Linked DNA regions of Mus musculus: region 1 is linked to region 2. The links are chromatin contacts, called in public HiCAR-type maps. All regions are on one chromosome and are shown on one strand. The core of a region is the stretch at or near the end of the contact, and the rest is flanking DNA. Distances in the headings are between cores, read along the strand shown.

Region 1 (3,968 bases), core at 394-2,893, 910 kb after region 2:
CAGCCAAGAGAGAACAAAAGAGGAGAGAGGCCAGCAGCTTCCAGCTTGCCCTCATCTAGTTCCATCTTTGCATCTTAAACTCTTCACATCTATTCCAGGTCTCAAAAGCTAGAAGACACTCCATGCCACCTTAAACACTAAGTGGAGGGTGAAGAATAATTCTGGGCATGCTGAATTTTTTTATTCCTGTTTTCAGTGTGTGTGTGTGTGTGTGTGTGTGTGTGTGTGTGTGTGTGTGTGTGTGTGTGTGTGTACCTGCATATGTAGATGGGTGTGCTCCTGCACGTGGAGGTCTGAGGCTGATACTGTTCGGAGTCACTTCCTATAGCTGTTCTACCTGACTCATTGAGGTGGGTTTCTCAGGCAGAACCAGAGCTCTCTTTCGAGCCAGCTTGCTTTGGGGACCTCCTGCTCCTTCTTCTGAGGCTAAAACAACAGTTGGGCTACCACTCCGACCGGCTATAAATTTGGATTTCTGAGGACAAGAACTTTGATTCTCGCTGTTGCACCACAAGCATTTTTAACCACTGAGTCAGACCCTGGATTCGATGTTGCCTGGCAGTCACTAACATCCACTCACCGTTCCCTGCATCCAGTGCCACACAGCTCAAAACGCCTCCTTCCACCTATGAATTTCAAGGAAAGATAAAGAGCACACCATTGGAGGCCGGAAGCACGGCACAGCAACCTGCTGATGATCAGCATTTTAAAGAAAATAAATTGTCAAAGATTATCGAAGTGTTAGTCTTTGGCATTTAGGACAAACACTCAAGAGAAATGCATCTTACGGGGGGGGGGGGGAATGCTTATTTGGGTTCATGGTTTCAGGGGAGTTAAGTCAGCCTGCTTCATTGCTTTGAGCCTGTGAAAGCAATAAAGAATACTATGGTCTTAGGAGTATGTATTGGCCAAAGTTGGTCTCCTCCTGGCAACTAGGAAGAATGGTGCGTGTGTGTAAGTACAAGGTTTATCCTTTGAGGACATGTTCCCAAGTAGGCTTGTGATAGTGCTGTCAAACTGACAGAATCCTGAATCCACTGATGGACCAGGTTTCGGGCATTTCTATGGGGCATTATCTTGATTACCTGCCCACCGTGGGCGTCACTATTCCCTAGCTAGAAGAGGTGTTCTTATAACTTCACACTCTTGTCTTTTGCTTGCAATATATTCAAATAAAATCATCTCATCAAACCATTCAGACAAAAAAAATTAAATATGCAATTTTACCCTCTACAAAATTGGATGTGTACTTCACACATTGATTCAGAGAGGAAATCTGAACCAGGACTAGCCCCATTTCAAAGAGTAGCCACAAAAGGCTGGTGGGAACTGTTAGTGTAGGGCAGCTGTAGGCATACAGAGAGAGAAGAGTAATGTTGTAGCATACATCCACAAAGAGGGATCTCCAGGGGAAAAAATAGTTACAGATGTGTCTCACTGCAGCAGATGCACATGCAGACCCTTGCGTTGAACCCCTGAAGACAGATCTTGAGGTTCCAACAGAGTGGAGCCTAGTGGGCCAGGAACCAGCATCCAGCTGTCAGTTAACAGCAGCAAAGCTGCCAGAGGGTCCAAAAGGAGGTATGAGGAGACGTCTGAATGGCTTAGAATTCCTCTGTCAATAAGAATTCTCATTCCCAACCACAGAGAGCCCACAGGAAGCTGTCCCAGTAAACCAGGCTCATTAAGCTGCAGCCAGGACAGCAGGCCCCCACTTCATCCCCCAGTGAAACCTGAAACTTGAGCTGTTTGGAAGCTGCTTCTGGAGAAAGCTTGCTTGCTTGCTTTCTTTCTTTCTTTCTTTCTTTCTTTCTTTCTTTCTTTCTTTCTTTCTTTCTTTCTTTCTCTCTCTCTCTCTCTCTCTTTCTTTCTTTCTTTCTCCCTTCTCTTTCTTCCTTTTTTCTCTTTCTTTCCTTCTTTCTTTCTTCCTCTTTCCTTTCTTTCTTTTCTTTTCTTTCTGTCTTTCTTTCTTCCTTCCTTTCTTTCTTCTTTTCTTTCTCCCTTTCTTCCTTTCTTCCTTTTTCTCTTTCTTTCTTTTCTTCTCCATTCCTTTCTTTCTTTCTTCCTTCTCTTTCTTTCTTTTTTCTTTCTTTCCTTCTTTCTTTTCCTTTCTTTCTTTCTTTCTTTCTTTCTTTCTTCCTTCCTTCCTTTCTTTCTTCTTTCTGTCTCCCTTTTTCTTCCTTTCTTCCTTTTTTCTCTTTCTTCCTTCCTTCCTTTCTTCCTTCCTTCCTTCCTTTCTTTCTTTCTTCCTTTCTTTCTTTCTTTCTTTCCTTCCTTCTCCCTTCCTTTCTTCTCCCTTCCTTTCTTCCTTTCTTTCTTTCTTTCTTTCTTTCTTCCTTCCTTCCTTCCTTCCTTCCTTCCTTCCTTCCTTCCTTCCTTCCTTCCTTTCTTTCTTTCTTTCTTTCTTTCTTTCTTTCTTTCTTTCTTTCTTTCTTTCTTTCTTTTTAAATAGGCGGTTCATAAAGAGACCATGCGTGGGTGTTCTGGACTACCCAAACCACAACATCAGAGTTCTAGGTTACTGTCACATCCTTTCTGGGGCAAGTACCTGGAGGCAAGCCCTACAGGCAATCAACTTGATCTTGCTAAGTGTCTGATACCTTTGTTTTTCCTCTCTAGTGACTGTAGATTTGTATCAGAGAATGGTCATAAGAATTCAGGAGCCAATTCTAAAAAAATGAGTTCAAACATTTGATACCTGACCAGAAGGCCAGAGAGATGTAGCCCAGAAAGTCGGGCTATAAAAGACTAGGAACCAGGGAAGAGATCCTGGGTGGAAATGGAAGCTGTAGAGGGAAAACCTAAGTAGGAAGGAAACAGCCTCCGTGGCTGAAATTGTCCACACCTCTATGGCCTTTGTAGACTGAAAGCCTGGGTCCTTCTGGGTGGTCAAAAACAGCCAACTGAAAATAAGAACAAGGGTAGGAAAAAAAAGCAGACCATCAAAATAGAGTGCCTGGGCTATTCAAATATCCCTGGACCTGTTCACCCAGCAGTGTTATAAGCCTGCCATGTGCTTACAAAAGAGGTATAGATGCTTTCTGCTGCCCTGGGAGCTATTTCTGACCCCTCTACACGTTCTGTGTCTGCCACAGGTTCTTAAACCTCGCTAAGTGACAAACCAGTGAATTCCCACACAGGGCAGCAAAATGTCTCTGGCTCATTTTTCCCTTGGCTCCTGCCAAAACTGCCAAGATTCTAAAGACTCACCGGCCAGAAGGAGGCAGAAAGGCTGAGTCAAAGGCCGAGGAGCCCAAGAATTTGGGGCCTACACCTCTCCTGCTTCCATCTGCCCCTGGGTCCCAGGCAACACCAACAGGCTTCCTACAGGCCTCTGTGTCTCTAGTCTGTGAGGTTTCTTAAAGGGTCCAGGTTTTTTTTGACTGGTTTAACAGCCTTTAGAAGGAATTTAAAAATCTCAAATTTGAACTGCCCTAGCTGTTTATGGTCTCCCTGAGCCACCGCGATTAGAAAGGTGCCAGATGTCTTTCGACAATGGATATGACTGGGCGCCACAGTCATTCCGTGTTTTTGTAAATTCCCCTTGCTCCGTGAGGCTAAGATATCGTGAGAGAAGGCAGCTAAACAAGCAAGAAAACGGAGGCAAAGCCATTTTGTGACATCACCTCGTGCCTATCTCCCATCAATATGGAAGACGGAAAGAGAGATTCCCACTGAGCATTGCACTAGTATTATAATCTATGAGAACCATGCTGGAGAGGCTGACTTCCGCCTTGCTCTCACGGCTCCACTCTGATTCCTTTCAGAAAACTGGACACTGTTCTTCCCCATCTGAGCATCAGTTTCCCCTCCTGTGAAAATGGGAGCAGCCAGTTTTCTTCCTAATAGCCTATCAGTTGCAACCAACGGGAAGATCAATAATGTGAGGTTAGGGTGAACAGTGTCAGGCTGTCTTCTACCAGAAAATAAGCACCATGCACACAAAGACTGACTCTGTCCAGCAAATG
Region 2 (3,921 bases), core at 498-2,997:
GTCTCTGATGATAAAGAGACACTGTGGAGAAACCGAGCAGGTGATACGAGTGCCAGGCAGATCCTTACACAAAAATCATATTCGTTGCTCTACCATATTTCTTTACAACCACCCACTTGCCCTCAAATTTAGCATTATTCACTTGCCCTCAAATTTAGCATTAAAACATTTAGGCTTTAGCCCTGTGTGGTGGTGTGTGCCTACAATCCCAGCTTTGGGGCACGGAGACAGGGGATCAGGGATTTACAGCCAGTTTCAGTGGTTTAACTAGTTCAAGGCTAGCTATGTGAGTCTCTGTCTCAAATACCAATAAGCAATTATATACATGTATGTGTTTAGGTCTCATTGTGTACTGAGGATTGTAAGGCGATTTCTTTGTGAAGTTTTCCATGCTGTACAACTTTTAAACTTGTCTACTTTTCTCTTGTTAATTTGTATTTGTCCCAGGAGCCTTAGCTCTGAACCTAGAATCCATTGACTGAAAGGTATAGGGTGGCCCACGGTTTGCCTAGGTTGAACCGAAGGCATTGAAGAGTGCACTTTGCCCAGGACTACTGGGCTCTCACTTCTTAATCGGGATGCCTCACCAGAAATACCCAAGATGCACAGGGCTGCAAGCATTTCCTCGCCTTTCCATCAGCAGCTAGCATCCCTCTGACTCTCTGTTGGAAGAGTCATACCCTTAATGGACACCCACGCAGTCACATTGATCACTTTACAGTACCATGCGAAGACACAACAGGAAGAGACCACACTCAGGACTTAAATCTGTAGTTGTGCTGGGGCAACTGAGGGCACAGTTTCTTTTTATTAAGTCATCTCTGAACCATATCATGTCAGTGGATATGAACTGATCACAAAGCTGCCATAGCTCTATTCGGAAGATCAGCTTCCCGGCCATGGAAGCACGAACAGCATGGGGAGTGTACAAGGAACTTGGCAGACCAACTAGGTGTGGTTTTCTAGTCTTATAATTACAAACTTTTTTTCCCCCAAATAAATACACCCAAATCATATAGCAAAAAAGAGACACAAAAGTCTCACGCGTGAGAAAGAGACTAACATGCCTTCCTAACACAGCTGGTTCAGTGTGGTGTACGCAGGAGTCAAAGGCTCTGGGATGTTGTTTTTATCTTAGTGGCAACCAAAGAACCAGTATACATTGTTTCCGTTTAAAACATGTATCACATACAGGGTTCCATGAATAGTTGAACAGCTGCAAAATTTCTGTGCAAGGAACAGTGGCTAGGGAGCAGCAGGCAAATATCTGTGAGGACTGACTGTATATTGTCTGACTACTAATGACTCTAAATCTTTAACCTACACACAGCAAACCTAATACTATATGTATGTAACAGCCCAGCTATTTCTTCTGCATCGAGAGGCAGTGCCTACAGTCACCCTCCCAGCAACCAGTGATGAAGAGTTATAAAAGCCAATCCAATTCTAGACGTGTTTAACGATGAAAAGCACCACACAGCCCCACCCCCATCACCTTTGTAACATGAACAGCTCCTAAGTAGACATTAAGTCAGGTTGTCCCTTGCCCGCCGACAGCACAGGCTCATCAGACTAGACCCCCCTTTTTCTCCTCCTCACGTGCATGTGCCGGATTAGACAATTTAAATGCAAATCTCCAGGAGTCTCATTATCCAACTTTGTGCAGATTTGGTACAGTTGACTGTGCCGATGCCTGTGAAACTTAGTGGGAGGCTCATCTGTATTCTAACACACACATATACTGAGAGTAGATTCAAAAGAGCAATTCACCACTGCTTTGAAATGAAACCCAGCGCCTAGGTAACAGGGGAATTCTGTTCTTGGAGCACAGAAACGAAGTTTTCTACAAAGGCAGTGAGCTAGGACCTTCTCTTCCTGTTGCCACTGTGTTCCCCATGACATCAGATAACTGAAGTAAGAGTGCATTTTCACAGGGAAACATGTAGAGTGGAAAGGAGATGTCCAGGCCAGTGCTACACACAGCAGGATCCCACCTACACGGACTCCAAACAGAACTGGCGAGGAAGCAATCATCAGCGATTTACCAAGCCCACAGGGCTCCAGAAGGCATACTTCTTCTATTTTTATTTTTATTTCTTTATTTGCAAAATCATCTTTCAAATATAAGGTTACTTTAAAACAACTCTTTGGTTAAAGTATAATTAAAATAAAAAGCCTCCCAAGCCTTTCATCACACGGTAAAAAAAAAAAACCCTCTTTCAGCCATCAGATGGCCACGTAATGAGCCATTCAGGCTGCATGAATCTCAATGCAAAGGGAAAGAGACACTGTCATCTGAATGTTACTGGGACCCCAGGGTGAACCAAAGGGCCCCTCACAGCCAAGCAGCAGTGAGAAGAGCCTGGGAAAAGGGCAGCCTCAGTGTGTGTATTAACACGCACCAATTGTTCCAGTCAGACACCCAGAAATCACAGGGACAAAGTCCTACCTGGGAGTAATACTAAAGCATTTTCACACTTGGTGAAGTAGGACACTGTTTGGACTTGTAATCGCGTATTAAACCCTTCCACTAATTTCATCTCCCCTGAAATATTTCAGATGGCTTTCCAATGCTTTCCAAAAAGAAAAAAGGAAAAAAAAAAAAAAAGGGTGTTGGGGGAGTCACGTGATGAAAAAATTATTATTTTTTTCCTGCTCTGTCCCTAACCCATCTGAGCTAGCATGAGCTGCAGATTGAAAAGAGCTAGCCTCAACTCAGGGTCTACTGCCAGCAGAGCTAGCCTCAACTCAGGGTCTACTGCCAGCAGAGACATTCTGTATGCATATGAAGTCTGACTATCCAGATATCTCTCTACACACAGATTCAGTGTGACTCCCAAGACTGCTCAACTGGACCCAACCTTTAATTCTTTTTATAGACCAGTGTCCAACAAGATGTTAACTGGATTCAGATCACGCAGCCATTTCGATAAGCAATTTGGAGAATTAAACTTTTCTGTTATCCACTTAAGTTCTTCAGAAAGTTACTTCAGATTGTGCCCTCCCTGGCTCTGTAGACAGTTGCCCAGGACGCTGTCTATATTGGATTAAGGACAATGGAATACAGCCCAATCAAAGTGATGCATTTACCTGAACACCTAAGACTAAGACATACATGCACATACAGGCACATACAATGTGATGCTTCAACGACACATTTGTTTTACATCCGTGTTCCTTCTCAGTGGCCAGGGTTTCAATTTGCACACACACGCTACACAACGAACTATCTCGAACTGGGCTACTGTCTGTGGCCCTGATGGCTATCGGGATACACAATTAAATCGACATGGATATGGGATGTTTTGGTTTGATTGTCATTTATTCTTCTTTTAAATACACACACTCTCTCTAAGTACAGGAAGTAGGTGCAGTGAGAGCCCACAGATAGGCTCTGACTCTCCAGCTTCCTTCAAGTGGTCCTCCCTCCCGTCTGTTCTAAATTACCATAGAAAAGCAAAGAGGGCAGCAAAAGAAGCAGTGCAGTTGTGACTGTCACCATTCACGTTAGTCCCTGGGCTTCCTGGACAACCTAAAATGGGCTAACCTATGGACATTCTGCTACAGTGGACATGGCCTGTATGTGACCAACAACACGACCCTCGGTATAGTTTCTAAAAATATCTGTATTGCACTGGAGGTTTTTTTTTTTCTTTTTGTGTTTTTGTTTTCTGTTTTTGTTTTTTGCTGATCCAAATAGTGAATCCAACATAACATCCTTTCAAATGTCAATCTCCTTAACTGCTTAACACAGTCTAGAGTCTGGGTGGAAAGACACGTCCTGATTCAGGCAGGCTTGGGGACTTCACAGTTCATCCGGCCATCACAGGGGTAATTTCAACTTGGTTAAAATTCTGCAAGTAGCTCCACCTCCCATTCAACACACATCACTCGTTCTCTTGATCCCTCCTGAGTATCTCA

What was found. HiCAR-type assays count read pairs that join an accessible place to other places.
Region 1: a contact with region 2 is called in a HiCAR-type map of astrocytes, with 2.6 times the contacts expected there. The contact joins two enhancer-like sites. A contact is called at or near these places in 2 of 39 promoter capture datasets (liver and pre-B cells), 1 of 484 Hi-C or Micro-C datasets (bone marrow-derived macrophages) and 2 of 115 datasets of contacts at active chromatin or transcription factors (astrocytes and pancreatic cancer cells).

The regions. Positions count from the first base shown.
Region 1 is chr9:41,922,723-41,926,690 of GRCm38.p6, forward strand. No RefSeq gene overlaps it. Among named protein-coding and RNA genes, the nearest start is that of Gm36227, 5.5 kb to the left of the region's middle. Within about 2 kb of position 1,644, at least 31 of the 459 cell types and tissues checked have an H3K27ac peak or open chromatin away from gene starts, as enhancers often do. A contact at or near this core is called in astrocytes, where this site is marked.
Region 2 is chr9:41,010,329-41,014,249 of GRCm38.p6, forward strand. It overlaps Ubash3b (ubiquitin associated and SH3 domain containing, B), which reads right to left. Exons shown (of 14, transcript NM_176860.6): 14 at 3,298-3,921. Among named protein-coding and RNA genes, the nearest start is that of Crtam, 7.7 kb to the left of the region's middle. Within about 2 kb of position 1,748, at least 34 of the 459 cell types and tissues checked have an H3K27ac peak or open chromatin away from gene starts, as enhancers often do. A contact at or near this core is called in astrocytes, where this site is marked.